Regions from separate parts of the Mus musculus genome. Here regions 1, 2, 4, 5, 6 and 7 are each linked to region 3. The links are chromatin contacts, called in public HiChIP or PLAC-seq maps. All regions are on one chromosome and are shown on one strand. The core of a region is the stretch at or near the end of the contact, and the rest is flanking DNA. Distances in the headings are between cores, read along the strand shown.

Region 1 (2,700 bases), core at 170-2,669, 840 kb after region 3:
AAAGAAGCCTGATCGTGGGCCTTTTATACAAGTCACATTCCCAAAGCATGGAGTCAACCAGGTCCATGATGGTACCCCATCTGCAGTGAGCTTTTCCTCAGAACAGGTCTCGGGGTCTGCATAAACTCTTTTCCTTCAGAAAGCCATGGCCTTGAAATTGAGACCCTCAAAACTAGTCATGGGAGAGATAGAAAGATCTGACATCACTTCATCCTGCTATAGACAAAGAAACTGAGGCTTTAAGGGGACCACTTGGCAAGTAACACAGGGATGGCACGTTCTGTGTAGACCTTCTGTGTAGATACTGTCTGAATTAGGAAAGTACCAGCAGTGTGTCAGAGGGAGAACAAACTCCAGGTCTGTCCTCCCGATAGAAGCTGAGCATTTCACAGTTCAGTCACCCTGTGGATGCATCCATACAACTCAACTTCCAGGACAGAGCACAAGGCACAGAGCCTCTAGGAAGCTGACTTGGGAGGAGCATAGAAGCGTTCCAACAGCTTGGTTTTAGTAGGAACAGAGATACCCTACCCTACAGAGCCATTGCATAGAAAGCCAGGCTTTGTCCATGCAGCAGGGGATTGCCTGTGCTCCTAGAAAGGGGAGCCTGACACAGGCTGGGGCTCCGCCTCCACCCAATGTTGGCCTGCACCATTATGAGGTTCCCCTCTTCCTTTCTCACTCCCCTCTGCCTAGTCGCTATCAGAGCATCCACATGCAAAAATCTCTAAAGGACCCACTTCTGACAAGGCAAGCCTAGCAGGCCTGGTTGTCATAAGAGATGAAGGCCAGCTGATGCCTGCAACAGCATCAGCTGTCCACTCCTAGGCATCAAGCCCTTCCCACCACCCACCGTGCCAGCCCAGGACATAGAGGTCTGGCAGCCATTGAAAAGAAAAGCTCCTATCTCTGACTCCTCAGCCTCTGATAAGAAATGTCATCCCTTGCTGGGTAATATTACTCTGCTAGATAAGGATCTCTATCTCCTCCAACATATGGCTCACTACAGAACACAGGGTCTGCTGGAGCAGGATAATTTATGCGCTTAAGCTGCAAACCCTGGGCAGTTTGAGAAGTGCATCGAACAGAACAAGAGTCAAATTATAACCTCTTCTGACCTGGCCTTGGGATTCCTCCCTGAGAAATGACAGCAACCTCCTCTACTCTACACACAATAAGCACTTTCACCCTCCTGCTGTCTCTAAAGGGCATTTGCACCAGCGTTATCAAGGCTCATCCTCACCAGGACCTCCAAAGCCGCACTTAAGTCTTCTTTTGCAGATCAGGAAATTGAGATTCAACAAGGGTGAGTAACACAGCCAAGGTCACCCAGGCAGCCGTACCCAGAGCACAGACTCAAACCCCAACAGATCTGACTCACCAGCACACTGTCAGATGGGGAGGCTGATCCAAGCCTCTGGGTTGTCTCTGCTCCAACAACTAAATCAATTAAGTCAGATCTGCCCAGGCTTAACTGGCAATGTCAGCTCCACACTGTAATCTCAAAGGTCCATTTCGATCATTCACCGCTCCTGATTTCTCTGAAGCCTGGGAAGGATGAGGAAGCCTTGTTGAGTCAAGATACTCAAGGAGAGGAAGGGGGCAGGGATGGGACCAGAAGAGGGAGAGAGGAGAGTGGGACTTAGATACTGGCTTCATGCACTCAAGGAGTAGAAGGTAGAAAGAAATTGCGGGAAAATTCTCTCTTCTCTATTGATTCATTCATTCGTTCATTCATTTGTTCATTCATTCGTATCCCTGGACAATCCATTACATGTCCATTCTGGCTTGGCCCTGGTAATCTCACTGTATCTGTAAGCAGTGCTAGACTAGACTTCATGAAAGACTGACAGGTCAGCGAAGAGACAGAGATAACAGAACATGACAGGGGTACCGTGTCTGCAGTAGATTGAATGGCTGATGTGGGGGACCGTGGCTGTGTGTTAAGGAGGAGATGGAAGTGAACCTCACACTCTGCTATTTTATACCCTCCTTTAAAAAAGCCAAGTCATCATGGCTAAGATTGGTGCTATTCTTTAGAGTGATTATTTCAACCATGTTCTGCATTGCCTCCAAGATCCATTAGTAACTACAATTGAACAATTTTAATTGACAAATAAAAATTACACATATTTATGGTATATATAATTGGTATATGGTATATATAATATGGCATATTTTATATATATATGCACATTGTAGAAGTCTAAATTCAACTAATTAATATGTGCATAAGTCATATACTTTTCTTTCCAGCTGACTCTTTTAAATAGCTATATAGCATTTCATTTTATAAAGATGTCCCAATTCAATAACCACAGCTAATAAAACTGAAGAGAGAAGTTACCCAGCCCTTCGCTAGGCAATCTCTAGGAGCTACTTCAGCTCCTTAGGGTGGCCGTACCTAAGACATCTTTCAGATATCCTTCAGATACATGAAGGATACAAGATGCGGTTAATTAATAACAGACTCAAAACCATCCTGAGTTATCACATTTGTAGAATCTCTCTTTGGTCCACTTGAAAGTGAGGAAAGTAAGAAAGGAGAAATAAATTTAGTGTTGTGGGTGGGCCACTTATGGAAAAAAGGACTAAGATGGGTCAGGGTGGATGGCTGGTTCTAATTTCAGTCTCTTTTACTACTGTCATGTGACCTTGATGTCATTGGGGACCTCAGCTTATCCCACGGCAGAGTGGAAT
Region 2 (2,700 bases), core at 46-2,545, 990 kb after region 3:
GGACACAAGAGAGTTCTGAAAGCTTCTATCAAAACCAGAAATCTGGTGGCATAGCCTATAACTGCACTAGGAAGACAGGGAAGGGGGGATCAGAAGGTTGGGAACAACCTTGTTCTACAGCAACACTCTATTAGAAATTTCCCCATCACCATCTGCCTTTATGCTACTATTCAAAATGCCCGCCTTCGAAGCGTGTCCATACCCAAAGCTCTTTCCAGCTCACTCATCACCTTCCATAGAAGGTAACAATGGCCTCCTAATCATCTCTCTAGTCATGAGGTTCCTGGTGAATTCAAAGGATGACTGTTTTCCATCTTGCCCTACAGATCTTTGAGGTCTAGCCCATCTGGCCCCAGTGGATAAGTGGTGGCTGAACACTGGACCACTTCCACAAGTGGCTCACATCAGCACTAACACATGGGTCATCAGCCTTACCTAGGAAGCCATAAAACAGACTCCTTCCCAAAGGATGGGTTAGGCTTTAGAACTAGCACTAGCCGGCAGAGGTGACTCCACCAAAGCCACATGAGCAGAGGAAAAGTTCTAGAGCCCAAACCCTTGCAGTATGTCCTGTGCTAGCACAACTATGCAACCAACCATCTTTCCACTCAGGGTCAGCTAGGGCTCTATCTCCAGTGCTACCGGACAGATACAGTATATACAGAGTCCTCCCTGCCAAGCTCCTAGCTGTTCCCTGCCCCCAACAGTTGAAAGCCCTCCTCTATCAGAGGCCAGATCGGGCCTCAGCATTCAGTCTCACCCCATAGAGAGCCTAGGCCTTCTAAAGACATTTTTATTTGTCTAAAGACATTTTACCTTGGGAGTTGGCTTCCTGCACTACAGGACAGCTGCCTTAAGAGGAAGACTCGAGGCAACCAGATTGGGTGGGGGTTTGGGGGAGGGGTGCTAAACTGAGTCAGGCAGGTCTGAGCATCAAATTCTAGATACTCTGATATTCTGACTTATGCTTCTCACTCTGCCTCTGAACTGGTATCATCTACTAGACCCCATTCCTTCAAACACCAAATGGGTATAAGGACAGTGAGATTTAATACACAAGAATTCTTCCACTTGTTCACTAAAAAAAAAAAAAAAAAAAAAAAAAAAAAAAAAAAAAAGATTGAATTCTCAAGGTAGCTTCAGGATGCTCCCAAAACACGCACGATACAAGAAAGTTGGCTGATCTTCCTGAGACGCACCTAGGGCCCAGGAATCTGCCCTACTTCACTCTTGCCCCAGCTTGCTTAATCACCGCCCTGGCTCCCTGCCTGTCAGCCAGCTGCTGACTTGAATTGAACTTTTGGATTCTGAATCCTAGCTGGCAGCCCGAGGTGTGTATCACTCCCTAGCCTACACACATAGGCCTAGAAAGGAATCAGGGTAAAAGAGTCCTTGAGGAGGACAGAGAGGGTCAAATGCCAGTGTGAACTGCCTTTAAATGCCCCAAGAGTCAGGACAGCCCATCTGGGTCCCACACAAGGGCTCACTGTTGAGTACACAGCTGTACCACTTGTGACTCAGAGAATGACTCAGCAGTCCACTAGAAGAGCATGCAGAAAAGCTTTTGAGTCACTTCTAGAAGGGGGGGGGGGGGGTGTGCCAAGCTACCAGCACAGCTCAGTCCAGAGGAATGCCCTCCCCTGCCAGCCTTGCCCACTGCCTGAGATTCATACACTCGGTATCCCAGCAGGGGCACGTGATGGGCCTGACACTGGGCCAGGCCAAATAGGCAGGGGCAACAAAAGTCCCATTTCCCGGCTGGGATGAGATCATTGTGAAGCGGGGGAGAAAGGAAGCAGGATCCAGGACCCAAGAAGGGGTGGGGATGGCCAGGAAGTCAGCAAGCATCCCTGCTAGGATAGAACAGGGAACAAAGGGGCAAAATAGAGCCTGGGCCCAAGGGCACAATGGGACCCCCAGTGTAAATTACTCTGAATGGCACACAGACTCAGAGAGTATCTTGTACCACCCCCATCCCCAACCTCCCACATTTCCCTCCTTCTTCATTCATCTTTATTTATTAGAACTCAACTTTGGTTACTCAGCCCAGCAAATACACCCCTACAGAAAGCTTCTGTCACAACCAGCTTGAGTCAAGATATACTGTGGAGACCTCTACATCAGCATGCCCCTCCCCTCCCGCAGAGTCCCTCTATTCTATTCCTTCTTTATGGGACCTGTGCAGCTCCTGCTGCAGCTCTTCCATACAGACTTCCAGGAGAAGTGAGAAACTTGCTTTCTTTCTCAGCAACCTCTAGGTTGGCAAAGTCACAAGAGCATTGCCCTACAAGCTGAAGAGCATGCTCTATATTAGAGCAAAGGCGGGCCAAGCCCCTGGAGGGATCACTATCAAAGAGCATCCAGGTCATTCACTTAAGGCTGGGCATGGTGGCCACATACCCTTGGCCCCAGTGTTTGAGAGGCAGAGGCAGGACAATCTTTGAGTTAGAGACTAGCCTGGCCTTCATAGCAAGCTCAAGGACAGCCAGGACTACTTAGAGACCCTGTCTCAAAAATAGAGAGAAAGAGAGAAAGAGAGAGAGAAAGAAAGGAAGGAAGGAAGGAAGGAAGGAAGGAAGGAAGGAAGGAAGGAAGGAAGGAAGGAAGGAAGAAAAAAGAGGGAGAGAGGGAGGGAGGGAGGGAGGGAGGGAGGGAGGGAGGGAGGGAGGGAGGGAGGGAGGGAGGAAGGGACCAGAAGTT
Region 3 (2,700 bases), core at 7-2,506:
CAAAAACAAATAAAAACAAACAAACAAAGAACAGGACAATGGGTTAAGCCCTGACACAAGTTCAAACCTCTGTAATTGAATCTTTATTTCATATTATATAGCATAGATTTTTCTGATATAAAAGAGGAAATAAACGTCTTAAATGATGTTCTAATTACTGTATCTTACAGACCTCAAGAGTGGCAGATCACCAAGCAATAAGCACACTTATTTGGAGTCATTGCCTCCTCACCAAATATGTAAGGTGTATTGATCAAAAATAGACAGAATAAACCGATAAGTGAGGAGCTCACAGGATTTCCTAGTGTATGTGCTAGATCATCTATTTCCTCTTGCATGTTACTGAATAAAAGGCTATTTTCAGTCAGGAGAAACAATGACACAAAATACCACTGCCTCCATTTGCAAGAGACTTTGTAAGTGCCTTACAGGAAGTTAGTCATGGCCCTTGAATGGTGTGTAAGAGCACTTGCACTGTTAAATCGCATGCTTACTTCAGGATTCTGGAATCTTCCCAAACTGTTTGCTTACCTTTGGCTGAATTTTCTGACTAGATGGAAGGGGCTTTCCAATGATTTGCCACACAGGGCTTATCTTGAATTGTGTAACAGGCAGTACAGGGACTAGGCAACTGTTTGAGATCGAGAAATGACTATGTACATTATCAACAATTGTTTGTAGAGATAGAGGGAAGGGTTGTTAACTTCCTTTGGAAAACAAATCTTTTGCTAATTACTATGCTATCTGGCTTGTAGACAGATGAATAGAGAAAAAAGTCACAAAATGTTATGTTTTTAATTCTGGCCATTTGATATAACACTACCTCTCCCTATGAAAATTCTCCGGACTCTGTCCTAGAATAGCATTTTACTTGAGGAAACAGTGTAGTATTTTGAGACAAGAAGACATACAGCAATCCTGGACTCATTTAAATTGACTAATATGCTTTTGTTTTTCTGAGCATGTGTTTGTTCAGGTTTCAAATGGAGGGACCATGATCCCATAAAATACAGGGATGTTATAAAGGTCAAGAAAGACAATATCTATAAAAGGGGCTACTGGTCAAGAACTGAGTCAGATAGGAATCTCTGTTGTTATTGTGTTAGTTATTCAGTTAAGAAATTTTGCCTGCTTCATAGTAGAATTTGTGATCTACATCTAAGACTTTGCAAAAGAAAGTAAGTATCTTGAGGTTAGGACTTAGTCATCTCCTAACCCCTCAAAGTCTAGTGAAACTTGTGTAAATCTCCTACTTTTCTCCCAGAAACAAATCCTGTTGAGGACACTCCCCTCTTGACATCTCCTTAGTAAAGAACACTCACACAGCAGGGGTGAATGCACTTTAGAAAAGACTTCAGCTCATTCTGCACTAGGACTCTGAAATTTAATTTTAGCCACAGTGTTGATGGAACAGATCACAGAGCTTGGGCCACTCTTCAGTGGAAATGAAATTGGAGAAGGGCATGGAGCCAAAAATAAGGGCCTTTCTGTCTAGTGTTTGGGGACATGGACTTGAGAATTTCAAGTGGCCACCAGTCCCTCCCTCACTGCCAACACTGCACAACTCTTGGCTGAAACCTCACTAGGACATGAGGGTCTTGCTATAGGAAAAGAGAGTTCCTTTTTACTGACACCAAGCTCAGCAGAAAGGAATGCACTTCAAATAGCCCTGTTTGCTCAGTAACCACATTTGGGCTTCATGGTCTTTGGAGCCCTGCTCTCTTTGTAATTGACACACATCGGGAGCCGGCTGCTGATAGCAAAGACAGTGAGTTTGGTTTAGAGTAGGGCCTCATGTAGAATGCTATTAGCTGACCCTGCCCAGGATGTCTTCTTATCCTAATGAGAGAGGAGTGCTAAGGAGGAAGAAATAGTTGTCTATGACAAATGTAGTACTTTCCTGTTTTCTGTATTGCTACATACTATATAGTTTCTCAAAACCTTGTTGGAAATGCTTTTGTCAGAATCATGAATATCAGAGATTATTACCTGGGTCCTATTTGTAACAGTACACTTACTGCTAGTAAAAATGGTAGCTTCTTATAACTTACACCTTAAATTCTCTCACTTAAAATCCTCATAACGTGCCCAGTGTGGTGGCTTAAGCCTTTAATCCCAGCACTTTGGAGGCAAAGGCAGGCGGATTTCGGAGTTCAAGGTCAGCCTGGTCTACAAAGTGAGTTCCAGGACAGCCAGGGCTATACAGAGAAACCCTGTCTTGAAAAACCAAAAAAAAAAAAATCTTCATAAGACTCATCCACGGACTGACTCCCATCATTCTACATTAGCAAGAACCAAAGATTCAGATCTTCATGTTAAATTTCCCAAATAACCTTATGATGTTCATATAGTTCAAATTTTCAGTTCAGAATCTATGGATTTAAAATACTTCCTGAACTGGTTTATTGTAGTTATCTTACCATTAACCTCAACAAATGATCTGATGATACCATAGCATACACATTGTCCCAATGGTTATTCAACTGCCAAATGTAGGATGACTGACTAAGAATCTAAGCTTCGCATTCAGGAAGAAAAAGGACATCTCTAGCTGCATATGTTTCAAAAGATGGCCTAGTCAGCCATCACTGGAAAGAGAGGCCCTTTGGACTCGCAAACTTTATATGCCCCAGTACAGGGGAACGCCAGGGCCAAAAAGGGGGAGTGGGTGGGTAGGGGATTGGGGGGGTGGGCATGGGG
Region 4 (2,700 bases), core at 23-2,522, 800 kb after region 3:
TGATTTTAAAATAAAAGCCTGGTGTCTCTCAAACCTGTGGGCCCACCTCCCCTTTCCCTGCATTGCCAGCTCCTTCAAACCTTGGCTTGACTATCCTGTCCCCAGAAAGAGACTCAGTTGAAGCCCATGCCAAGTGGATGTGTTCTGCTTTAATTCTCTTTCCCTTCATTGCTTATCTTTGTTCTTCTTAAACCCAAGTTAGTTATCTCCTTATGTTTCATCTGAAATTTGACTCGGATCTGTGTCCGCCACTGGCCACATGCTCAGCCGAGCAGAGCCTCATCCATCTTGTGTCATCGTGTCGATCACCAGAACCAAGCTGGTGGTGAACCAAGAGCAGGTGTCCAGGTGCTATTTAAATAAATGCACATTTGCATAAATATGTAAAATATTTAACAAGACTTTTTAAAGAAAGAGGAAAGGAAAAAGGAAGGAAGAAGAAAGAGAGGGAAGGAAAGGAGAAGGGAGAGGAAGAAGAAAATAAAGACAAAAGTTTAAAAGGAGGGAGGAAAGGGTAGGGAGGTGAGGGGGAAATGAGGAAAGAAGGAAGAAGGGAAGCAAGGAGAAAAAAGTAGAAAAGAAAGGAGGCTAATTTTGCTTATTTGAATATTCTTTAGTGATTATATGTCACTCTTTTTTTATTGGTTATTTTATGTATTTACATTTCAATTTTTATCCCCTCCCCAGCTTCCCCTCTGCAAACCTCCTATCTCATTCCCCCATCTCCCCTGCTTCTATGAGGGTGATCCCCCCACCCACCCACCCACTCCTGCCTCACTACCTTAGCATTCCCCTACGCTGGGGCATCGAACCTTTACAGGACTAAGGACCTCCCCTCCCATTGATGCTCTATGTCACTCTTGAAAAAAGAAAAAAAAAAAGACTGACATTCTGTTTCTGTGTATAGAGAAAACTGAAGGAGGCTTCAAGGTCAGTCGAGGTGACTATCAAAGGGGAAAGCGTTGAGTAAAGAAGGCTTCCAGCAGAGGAAGGCCTGGAAAAAGGTGGTCCCTGCAGGCTGGGAGGACATTTCTTCTGCTATGTGTTCACAGTGACCTGGACAGTATCCCAAGAGCCACCCCTTTCAGAGAGAGAATGACAACATTCTGCCAGGATTCTTGAGAAGATTTGCTTGGCGGTCTCTGAAAGAGGTCTCTTGGATTCTATTTCCTTCATTCCAAAGTGTCCCTGGAAGCTCTCTGCCTCAGAAGACCCAGGAGGAGCATGTGGCTCTGTGTCACCATGTGTTACCATATTTGGATGATCAGAGGGAGAGGGCCTGGGAGGACAGCCAAACTGCTCTTTTCTGGGTGGCCCTAAGTGAGTCACTTTACCTCAGAACTCTAGCTGCATGTAAACTGGAGTTCTGATTCTCTCTCCCCGTATACCTCTAAGAGGGCAAGGGTAAAGATATTGCTTTCTAGAAAGCAGCCACTCACAAACACCAGCAATACAAGTTCTGCGGGACTAGAATCAAGTGCAGGAGTTCATGCCTGTGCTAGGAGTAAAAACAAAACAAAACAACAGTGTTCTTGCTCACAGGTCCAGGACCTCTGAAGTTCCATGGCCAGGGCAGAAGCACAAGGGATCCTACTCTCAAGGACCTCTCATTGGAAGCTATTAGCCTACCGGCAAAAGTGTTCTCAGAGTAAGCCACCCTCTACACACTCAGAAACAGTTCTAGATCATTTACAATGGACCACAAATGAGACAGAGAAAGCTCACTGATCACCTGAAAATCTTGACTGGCCAACCAAGCTAAGCCTTGAGCTTGGCTCCTTCCCTGAGTCTCAGATATGGGGTTCTCAGTGAGTTCTGTAGGCTATAGATATCCCTGTGTAGTCTTGTGCTAGAGGTGGAGGAACTTGAGAGCTTATTATTCTCTGGATGGGGGAAAAAAGAAAAAGAAAATTGTCTAATAGCTATATTATGCTGTGACTCTGACCCATAGGATTGCTTGGCTAGCAACAGGACAAGCAGCCTCCAGGACCAGATCTCAAGGTACTTCACAGATGCTTCTTAGCCTAGGAAGATGTCCCTCACTAGGCCAGAAACAAGGTCCTACCTAATTAGCTCTCAGTGGTGGCTGTTGACCATTATAGAGATTAAGAGCACATAGCAGAGATCTTTTTAAACGTCTCACATCTAAACTATAGTAAAGATTCTAAATGTTATCTAACAACTCTGTTGTGCTCTGAGCAATAGACATCTCATGCTTCAGCCACCATGAGAACCAGATTAGTGGACATTGTTGTGGCCATTTTAATGATGGGGGAGTTGACTCCAAGAAGACCAAGGTGCCATTTGGGATGCTGGAAAAGAAGAGCACTCTGTATATTCTCTATTCTCTCCTGGACTCTGTCCTGGACTTCCTAGCATCCCAGCCTTTGAATCTATGAAGTAGACTCTACTGTGTTATGTCCATTTTAGTTCCCTGGCCCTCTTATAGGGCATAAGGTCAGTCCCTAAAGAAAAGGCCAGCAGTTAACAGGTGGGTTCAGTTTCTCTTTAGACAGAAATGAAAGTAACACCTTACAAGGGAGAACAGGGCCAGGACAGAGTTAAAAGGACAAAATAAAGTGACGATGAAACTCTAACTATCATAGAGAAAGCAAGCAAAATATGGACCTCAAGGTGACCAGCTCACTTCTGATTTCTGACTTATAATTGCCCCAAGCACCTGCGCAAGAAAAAACAAAA
Region 5 (2,700 bases), core at 178-2,677, 910 kb after region 3:
GCGATCTTTTTATTAGCTTCTAAGACAGGTTAACAGGTTCCTGCCTCTCTGCTGAGACAGGGAAACTGCAGGCTTGTGGTCTCCCCGGACCTACTGAGGCCGGGCAGCTTGTCTGAGCTGCTTACACAGCATACACTACAATCTGTTTCTTTATCTTTGATCCCTCGAAAGCCAGGCATCACAGGTGGAAATGCTTTTTGTTTGAAACTTGTTTGGTTTGGTTTGGTTTGGTTTGGTTTTTAAATAAATTTGCTGCAGCAACACTAACTGAATCCTGTTTTGTTTTTTGTTGTTGTTTTTTTTTTTGTCATTGTTGTTGTTGTTTTGTTTTGTTTTATTTTTCTAAGGAATGGAGCAGAGTAAGGAGAGCCTGGGAGATCAGCCCAGGACCCACCTGGCAGTCCAAAGGGCTTCCCAGACCACAGATAGGCAAACCAGTGTTCTTCTGGAGGCAAGTGGGGGTCATGCAGAGTTAAGGGAAGTAACTGTGAAAGGCCAGTGCTATTATCCCCGAGTTCCTCTAATAAACACCTATATTTCATCTGTTTGGTTCAGGGTTAGATATTGAACGTGGGTCCTCATGTCTGCTAGGTAAATGTTATACCATTGAATTATATACCGCAAGACCCGCTCATTAATTTTGAAATGCCTTTTGGCTTATCCTACTGAGAATAACTTTTCAGCCCTCACCCCAAGGCCATGCTGGAATCTCTTACTATCTGTTCTGTACAAGGGCTCCATGAACTACCCCTGTCTTTTTCACCATCCTAAGGCCTATGTAAGCCTTGACCTACCCTGGGCTCCTACCCGGGATTCACGGATCTACCCCTGAAGTGACTACCAGGTTTTAGTATGGCAAGGACACCCTTGTGAACATTTCTGTGCAGGGAGCCATATGGGATTTCGGAGTGCATGAGAGGATAGAAGAAGCATAATGGGTGACACTTCCTCTCTCTCTCTCAGGAAGTCCTAGTTCCCCATTCAGCCTACTAGGGTTCAGATTCCCAGATCATTGCTCAATGGAGTGAGATCATGTCTCCGTGGTACTCAGTGTGGTCAGGAGCCATCTTGGCTCCATTGACCCTGAGGATGCTTGCTCCCCTATGACAATGTATACTGGGGAGGGACTAGAACCCAGGGCAAGTCCTCATGGTGGATTTGTATACTAAGAACTTATGAGAACATAACTGGAAGAAGGTCTTCCAGGCCAAGATCCTATGGGTTGATTGATGGCTGTCTTGCCCTGATCCATCTTTAGTCCTCTCTTCCTGAGTTACTAACTGCCTATCTCCTCTTCCTCCTGCAATTAGCTCTTCTCTAGAGGGTTCCTTAAGCAAATTTTCTGTATGCATGATGACTCTATTGGTCCCCTGGAACTTGTTTAAGGAGAGTGCCGCCCCAGGCTTTATCAGTGATAGTGTAGAACAGTTACAAAGAGTCTGAGGCCCCAAGTTTGGCCCAACTGGGGAAACCACGCTTACCTTCCCCATAAGGCACTACGGCTTTGTGGCTATAAAGCCTGCTGCTAATGGCACCCATGAGTCAGGTCTTAATCTTTCCTTGTGTACAAAGGGCCAACAAGAACAGCATGCCATTTCAGGTTGACTCATTACCCCAGGACATATTTGACACCTGATATTGATGAGAGTACTTTCTCCTGTTAGCTCTCATGCTTCCGAGCTGAGAGCTTAGCATCCCAACCAGTCAGAAGGAGACCAGATCAGGTTAGAAGGAGCATCAGATGAAAGGCTGGAACATAGGATTGCTGAAGAGACAGCTCAGTTGCGTTTTCCATATAAGCGTTGATAACCTGAGAGTTTAGATGCCCAGCCCACAGGTAAAAAGCCAGGCATAGTAGTGCATTTCTATAATCTCTGTGCTGCTTACAGTTGCCTGTAACTCTAGCTCCAGGAGATCCAGTGCCCCTGGCTTCTGTGGCCACCTGTACTCGTACACACATGCCAGCGCACATAAAAACACATCAAATTTAAAATATCAAAAACAACTTTTGTTTGAACGTGTCTTTCTCTCTCTCTCTCTCTCTCTCTCTCTCTCTCTCTCTCTCTCTCTCTCTCTCTCTAGATAGCCCTGGCTTTCATGGATATAACTCACTATATAGACCAGCTGGCCTTGAACACAAGGAGATCCACCTGCCTCCTGCCTCCTGCCTCCTGCCTCCTGCCTCCCTCTCTGGAGTGCTGGAATTAAAGGTGTGAGCCACCATGCCTAGTCTTAAAAATAAATCTTTAAAAGGGAAAAAAAGGATTGCAGAAGATTCTCAATGTAGACCTCTAACATCAACACACAAATGGGCACCAATATGCAAACACACACACACACTCACAAGCTATGTCAGAAAGGCTCAATACAGTCCCTGACACTGATCATGCACTCAGTAAATGAAGGTTCCAGTTATATAGCAAGAAGGAAAATCCATGTCTCATGGCGTAAAGCTTTTCCAGGAATTCAGCCATCAGAGAGGTGGGATCGGCTAAGGCTAGAGTAAGTATAGTGTCTTTGGCCAGTGACTAAGGCGGCCAGTGCACCTAACCACCCGGGCAGGGCTGGCTTGGGTTGGTGCCTTGGCTGGCCAACACTCTGGGTGATGCATTTTCCCGTAAGTAGTGCTGTGAAAGTCCAGGGCTAGCGCTATTCTCCGTTCCCTAGGGTCTGACATTGGTCAATAATGAGAGATGCCTC
Region 6 (2,700 bases), core at 86-2,585, 780 kb after region 3:
AGAATAGAGAAAGGGGCACAAAAACAAAAATAAATAAAATTAAAAATTAAAAAAAAAAGAAAGAAAGACAGAGGGAGACAGGAAGATAAAGGAAGGGAAAAGCCAAATCATGAACCAAGTCTCTTCTTTCAAAACTGAAAGTGGAATAAAAACAGGTTTCCTCGTTCAACATTAACTCAAAGAAGCAAACTATAATTCCTAGAAAATAATCACTAGAAAACCACCAAAGAAATATAAGCACGAGGCGGAGTAAGATATTAAATGCTGAAAAGTTCCTGACAAATGAGAACACAGAAAGTGAGTGCCTGAGATGAATGGCAGAGCATGGAGCCATATGGCTAACCCGAATCTAACCAAACCAACAATTACATTCTCTGAACCCACTAAAGATTCCAAGCAAAGGGCACCCAAGGAATGACTGTATCCTTCATATAAGACACGTACTTGATACTAAGATACAAACTGAGAAAAGATGAATGAATACAAAAGTTATCATGCTAGTAAGCAGAAGCAAGCATGAATGTCTCCATTACTATTTAGCAAAATACATATCAAGGGAGCTAGAGACACAGCTCAAGAGTTAAGTCTGTTTCCTGCTCCGGAAGAGGATCCATGATCAGTTCCCAGCACTCAGAGGGTGGCTGACAACCACCCATCGGCATGAGCAAGGAATTCACGTACATACTTGAAGGCCAAAATCTCAGACACTTTAAATGAAGTAAAAAAAAAAGATCTTAATTTTTTAAAAAAATAAACATCAACACTACCAGATACATTGACAGAACTTGATGATCAGAGAAAGGGAGAGAGGGAAAGGGAAAGAAAGGAGTGGAGAAAGGCTTATTTTAAAGCTGATTTCATGTCATTATAGTTGTCTAATATAGAAAACTATACTATGCAAAACCCCATGCTTCCTTCTCTAAATTAGCACATGCAAAGCATACATTTTACCAACATACATCTGTACTAATTTTATTAGTGTACTTTATGTCTCCCATCAGAGCAGAATTCTAAAAATAGGAGGATCTATTTTTATTGTATTTTTGTGTACTTCCAGTTCCCAATATCTAGCAGAGGACTAATATATTCTAAGTACTCAAAAAAGAAATACAGTTTGAAAGAGACATGCTTGAGTAGTACACCCATGAGCACAAGTGCTAGCAGAGAGCTGGTGACTGCATGCAGGTTCCTGAAGGCGAATCCCGCATTCTTTCCCTCTGCTCCCACATTGGAGGAAACACATCCGCCAATGGCTGTGAAACCCAGTCCCTAGCTCAGAGCCCATTCTCATGGCAGTCATAATAAAACAAGCATTTGGATGGATGAGACAGGAAATGACCAATAGCCACAGCTCAGAATGACACAGCTTTAGCTGGCAGGGGGAGGGAGGAAGGTCCTCTGGAGGGTTGAGTTTAAGGAGCCACAGGAATGTGAAGCAGGAACATTTTTAATGATTTTTCAAATGCGGTGATACAGTGTGCCTTCTAGTTATTCTCTGCTAAACTGAACAGTCACCCTACAAATTTCAACCACCATTTAGTCAGCATGATTTCTCCTTGCCTCCAAGACTCCTCTGGGGAAAGTGGTAAGTCAAACTCAACAGATGGGAGAATTAGAATGTCTCATCTCTAGAGGGAAACAGAGCCTTCAAGTGACTCATAAATACTCTAGATCCTCTGCCCAGAAAAAAAAAAAAAAAAAAAAAAAAAAAAAGCCTTTCCACAGGATGTTTTTCATGACCTTTTGATACAGCTGAGTGACTACTGTGAATAGGTCCTCGTAACAAGTGGGCTCAAGCAACGGGATGCATTTTGTAGATCCTAGCATACAGAAACGAAAACATCTCATCTAAGCATTCAAGACACAGTTGCACACAGACTCTGCCTCTGTATTATGTCTAATGTCATTTTCACTGTCTCCTAAGTAGCTTGCTTTACATATAAGCAGACAAAAGTATTTGCAGCCATCGCTGTTGAGTAAGGTATGTGGCTCAGCTGGTTAGTATCCAGCTCGGGGAGGAAATGCATGAGTAAAAAGTAATGAGATTAGGGTCTGTGCACGAGAGGAATGCTGGCTTCAATCTTGACCCTCTCCTTGCATGTGTGGTTGTGAATGCATTACGGAACAGTCCTGAACTTCTGTTTTTTATTAGTCTGGGAAGTGGAAATTAAACTACCTGCCTCGTGAGGCTTTTGTCGAAAACCAAATAAGATAATTTGGCAGAGCATTCACTGCTCTGGGCAGTAGCAGTATGATTGTTATGGTTTTAAAGCAACACTTAACACACATACATACAGGTATTCTGTAAGGCACAAAGGTAGAAAGGAGACTATGGAGATGCCCTGAAGGGGAGGGAAAGGAAGTAGGAGACGCACTAAGAGAGGATAATAAAATATATGTGATGTACAGAGAGACAGGTGAGACCAGTGGGGGGTGGTCAACAAATGGTGATATATGCAAACGTGTTACAAAGAAAATCATTTACCTTTTATGATAAGCTAATTTTTCCAATTTTCACACTTTCAAACCTTGGAGGATAACATATTTCGAGTCAAGGCAGTGATACTGGACTATGGATCTAAACTTTCAGCATGTCAAACATACTATTTCCATATGGAGCTTTGGGCTGAAAAGCCATTCTGCACAAGCCAATCTCACATTATGATGTAGAGATGGGTGTTTCCTTGCAGAGCAGATGTG
Region 7 (2,700 bases), core at 103-2,602, 940 kb after region 3:
GACACCTCTGGAGCTGGGTAGTGATGGTGCACACACACCTTTAATCCCAGAGGCAGGTGGATCTCTGGGAGTTCCAGGCCAGCCTGGTCTACGGAGCTAGTTTCAGGCCAGCCAGGGCTACAGAAAGAAAGCTTATCTCAATAGCACTGCACCACACACACACACACACACACACACACACACACACACACACACAAATGTAGATCATACTGAAAAGAACCAGCACTTAACACTGTCTGAGAGCTGCTTGCAAATCAACCAATGGAAGGGAAGCAATTTCCTCTGGTCCGCTGACTATAGGTACAAATTATCTTTCCCAGGAAAAAACAAACTCACACGTGAATACCTGCAATACCAGATTTCCGTTTCCTTGCAGTAAAGCAAAGCTTAGTCATCTGTAACGTATGGAATGCAGACTCCCCATAGCTTTACCATGCCTTCATTTTTCACAGCTGTCTTGCTTCTGAGTAATTTGGTAACAATGTCCCCACAAATTAGCGTTATCTACTTTTTCCAAAGGCCTACGTTTTCCAGGGACCACCTCATAAGAAACTCCGGTTTCTCTGTGTATATAATATGTAATTACCAACACAACTAACTTTTGGCAAGCACACAAATCAGCTGGTGGCGGCTAGCATTCCAGGCACACCAGTATCAATAGTTAACATTTAACGAGTGTTTACCATACATCCGCCAGGAAGCACTGTTCTAAGCCTTCCTGTGCATTAACTCATTCACCTCTCTAGAAAGCAGGAATGCAGTCAGGGATTATAAACGAAACAAACAGACACAAAGAAGCTAATGAACATACTGGGACAGAAAAGTCTAGGTAACAGCTTAACTCGTTGCCCGTGAGTCTATAAGCAATCAAAAGCAAATTCATACCATCACACACACACACCACACAGTAATAACAGTAGAACAATCAAGGTTCACGTAGACTAAAAAGGGTCCAGCAGGGTGAGGGAAAAAGGAATGAAATGATCAAAATTGATAGTATAGATGTACAAAAACCTCCTAATGAAACCTGTTACTATGAATAATTAGCTGGGCAGTGATGGCACACGCCTTTTGATCCCAGCACTTGGGAGGCAGAGGTGGGTGAATTTTTGAGTTCGAGGCCAGCCTGGCCTACAGAATAAGTTCCTGGACAGCCAGGGCTACACAGAGAAACCCTGTCTTGGGGGGGGGGGGGGGGGGGACTATGAATAATTAATACTTGCTAGTAATTCTTTAAAGTAACAAAATGGATCTTTTAATGTGGGAAACTGGGCTTCTGTGTAGCAGCTACTCAGCCCAGCTCCTTAGAGGGACGGTGGCCTCATTTTGCTTTGTAAAGGGGATTTGCTGTGTCACTGAATGCACGGAGTGAGCCAAACAGAGGTCAGTTCCGCGTTCTAGCTCTTCACGCTCTTACTGACAGCTGTTTACAAGGTCTGGCAATCGGTACGGCATCCATGTGGCTGGGCTGGATGTTAGCAATGAGTTTATGAGTGCTTTGTTTTCACGTGGCAACAACTTGGTGTCCCTGCGCAAGACTCTGTGCCATGCATGCTTGCAGGATCCCAAATGTAAAGGACCCACATAGAGTCTCGGTTACCTGAGCATAAGCTGTGGGTATGGAGTAGAGAAAAGGATTGGGGGTGGGGGTGGGGGGGTTAATCCTCCATCTGTAAATATGTCCCTGTGTTTAGTCACTGGGAGAAACACGATCCCTGCCTGGATGTAGACACTTAGCAAGGGGCACAGGATTTGGAAATCCCCACAAGCTGGTGAGAGCAGTAAAGATGAGAAACTGGGATGAAAATGGAGGGCCAAAGGGTGAAGAGTAAGGGGGGGGGGGGGAGGTGTTCTCTCCCACTCCTGAACAGGTCAAATCCCCATGAGGCCAGGGCTTTTGGATGGTGGTCCAAGAGAGGCCATGAGACAGGGGCTGTGCAATGAGGACAGACAGCTCCCTGAGGGGTCATGGGAGCCAGGTACCCAGCCTTGGGATCCTAGCCTAGTGTTCTTTCTGTTGTCTCAGCTACAGAGACCATCAGAGTCCAGAGCCCTCATTCAGTTTGCTTTGCAAAGGTGATCTGCTCAAAGGATATGCAGGCTCTCAAGTTGAGGCAGACTAGGAAACAAGAGATCCAAAGAAAGGAAGGCCCATCTATCCCCACGCTCCCTCCTGAAGCCAGGAGAAAACTGTCCATAAACCAATTTGTAGACAAGAAGGTCAAGTTAAAAACAAGCAGGTTAGTACAATGCTGTGCCCCTTACCCCAGCCCTCAGGGAACAGGAGGGCCCCACTTTGAAGACTGGACAGAGCTACCAAGCCAGGGTCTATCTCACAAATAAAGAGAGTATATGGAGGACCAAAGTGGGTTGAACTACATGTGGCTTACATAGCAGAGTGCTTGCTTAGCACGTTCAAGGCCTGGGTTTGATCAAGAGAACCATATACACCAGGCCCAGCACAGCAGTGTATGTCTATGATCCTAGCATCCAGGAGCTGGAGATGACAAGCTATTCTTCCAGGACTGGACATCTGCCTAGCATGTGTACAAGGTACTGGGTTCAATCCTCAGTATCAAATACAACAGGAAGGGAAAAAAGAAGAAGAAGAAGAAGAAGAAGAAGAGGAGGAGGAGGAGGAGGAGGAGGAGGAGGAGGAGGAGGAGGAGGCGGCATGAGAGAGGAAGACAAATCTGTCTC

The links. HiChIP or PLAC-seq counts read pairs in DNA pulled down with a chosen protein or histone mark.
Region 1: a CTCF HiChIP or PLAC-seq map of the NIH/3T3 cell line shows a contact between it and region 3, with 6 read pairs. The contact joins two enhancer-like sites. A contact is called at or near these places in 1 of 15 datasets of contacts at CTCF or cohesin (the NIH/3T3 cell line) and 1 of 484 Hi-C or Micro-C datasets (adipose-derived mesenchymal stem cells).
Region 2: a contact with region 3 is called in a FOXA1 HiChIP or PLAC-seq map of pancreatic cancer cells. The contact joins two enhancer-like sites. A contact is called at or near these places in 2 of 115 datasets of contacts at active chromatin or transcription factors (cardiomyocytes and pancreatic cancer cells) and 1 of 9 other capture datasets (embryonic tail).
Region 4: a FOXA1 HiChIP or PLAC-seq map of pancreatic cancer cells shows a contact between it and region 3. The contact joins two enhancer-like sites. A contact is called at or near these places in 1 of 15 datasets of contacts at CTCF or cohesin (the NIH/3T3 cell line), 1 of 115 datasets of contacts at active chromatin or transcription factors (pancreatic cancer cells) and 1 of 9 other capture datasets (embryonic tail).
Region 5: a FOXA1 HiChIP or PLAC-seq map of pancreatic cancer cells shows a contact between it and region 3. The contact joins two enhancer-like sites. A contact is called at or near these places in 1 of 115 datasets of contacts at active chromatin or transcription factors (pancreatic cancer cells) and 1 of 9 other capture datasets (embryonic tail).
Region 6: a contact with region 3 is called in an H3K27ac HiChIP or PLAC-seq map of the NIH/3T3 cell line, with 6 times the contacts expected there. The contact joins two enhancer-like sites. A contact is called at or near these places in 1 of 15 datasets of contacts at CTCF or cohesin (the NIH/3T3 cell line), 4 of 115 datasets of contacts at active chromatin or transcription factors (the NIH/3T3 cell line, astrocytes, embryonic fibroblasts and 1 more) and 1 of 9 other capture datasets (embryonic tail).
Region 7: a contact with region 3 is called in a FOXA1 HiChIP or PLAC-seq map of pancreatic cancer cells. The contact joins two enhancer-like sites. A contact is called at or near these places in 1 of 15 datasets of contacts at CTCF or cohesin (the NIH/3T3 cell line), 1 of 115 datasets of contacts at active chromatin or transcription factors (pancreatic cancer cells) and 1 of 9 other capture datasets (embryonic tail).

Annotation. Positions count from the first base shown.
Region 1 is chr15:62,221,585-62,224,284 of GRCm38.p6, reverse strand. All of the region lies in intron 2 of Pvt1 (Pvt1 oncogene), which reads right to left. Among named protein-coding and RNA genes, the nearest start is that of Pvt1, 180 kb to the right of the region's middle. Within about 2 kb of position 1,419, at least 62 of the 459 cell types and tissues checked have an H3K27ac peak or open chromatin away from gene starts, as enhancers often do. A contact at or near this core is called in the NIH/3T3 cell line, where this site is marked.
Region 2 is chr15:62,078,401-62,081,100 of GRCm38.p6, reverse strand. All of the region lies in intron 1 of Pvt1 (Pvt1 oncogene), which reads right to left. Among named protein-coding and RNA genes, the nearest start is that of Pvt1, 42 kb to the right of the region's middle. Within about 2 kb of position 1,295, at least 192 of the 459 cell types and tissues checked have an H3K27ac peak or open chromatin away from gene starts, as enhancers often do. A contact at or near this core is called in pancreatic cancer cells, where this site is marked.
Region 3 is chr15:63,065,092-63,067,791 of GRCm38.p6, reverse strand. It overlaps Gm41334 (a long non-coding RNA gene), which reads left to right. Exons shown (of 3, transcript XR_875378.1): 3 at 171-292. Among named protein-coding and RNA genes, the nearest start is that of Gm41334, 4.3 kb to the left of the region's middle. RefSeq lists an enhancer at 181-2,090. Within about 2 kb of position 1,256, at least 43 of the 459 cell types and tissues checked have an H3K27ac peak or open chromatin away from gene starts, as enhancers often do. A contact at or near this core is called in the NIH/3T3 cell line, embryonic fibroblasts and pancreatic cancer cells, where this site is marked.
Region 4 is chr15:62,260,268-62,262,967 of GRCm38.p6, reverse strand. No RefSeq gene overlaps it. Among named protein-coding and RNA genes, the nearest start is that of Pvt1, 220 kb to the right of the region's middle. Within about 2 kb of position 1,272, at least 79 of the 459 cell types and tissues checked have an H3K27ac peak or open chromatin away from gene starts, as enhancers often do. A contact at or near this core is called in the NIH/3T3 cell line and pancreatic cancer cells, where this site is marked.
Region 5 is chr15:62,150,663-62,153,362 of GRCm38.p6, reverse strand. The region is part of intron 1 of Pvt1 (Pvt1 oncogene); the gene reads right to left. Among named protein-coding and RNA genes, the nearest start is that of Pvt1, 110 kb to the right of the region's middle. Within about 2 kb of position 1,427, at least 39 of the 459 cell types and tissues checked have an H3K27ac peak or open chromatin away from gene starts, as enhancers often do. A contact at or near this core is called in pancreatic cancer cells, where this site is marked.
Region 6 is chr15:62,286,131-62,288,830 of GRCm38.p6, reverse strand. No RefSeq gene overlaps it. Among named protein-coding and RNA genes, the nearest start is that of Pvt1, 250 kb to the right of the region's middle. Within about 2 kb of position 1,335, at least 75 of the 459 cell types and tissues checked have an H3K27ac peak or open chromatin away from gene starts, as enhancers often do. A contact at or near this core is called in the NIH/3T3 cell line, embryonic fibroblasts and pancreatic cancer cells, where this site is marked.
Region 7 is chr15:62,126,678-62,129,377 of GRCm38.p6, reverse strand. All of the region lies in intron 1 of Pvt1 (Pvt1 oncogene), which reads right to left. Among named protein-coding and RNA genes, the nearest start is that of Pvt1, 90 kb to the right of the region's middle. Within about 2 kb of position 1,352, at least 57 of the 459 cell types and tissues checked have an H3K27ac peak or open chromatin away from gene starts, as enhancers often do. A contact at or near this core is called in pancreatic cancer cells, where this site is marked.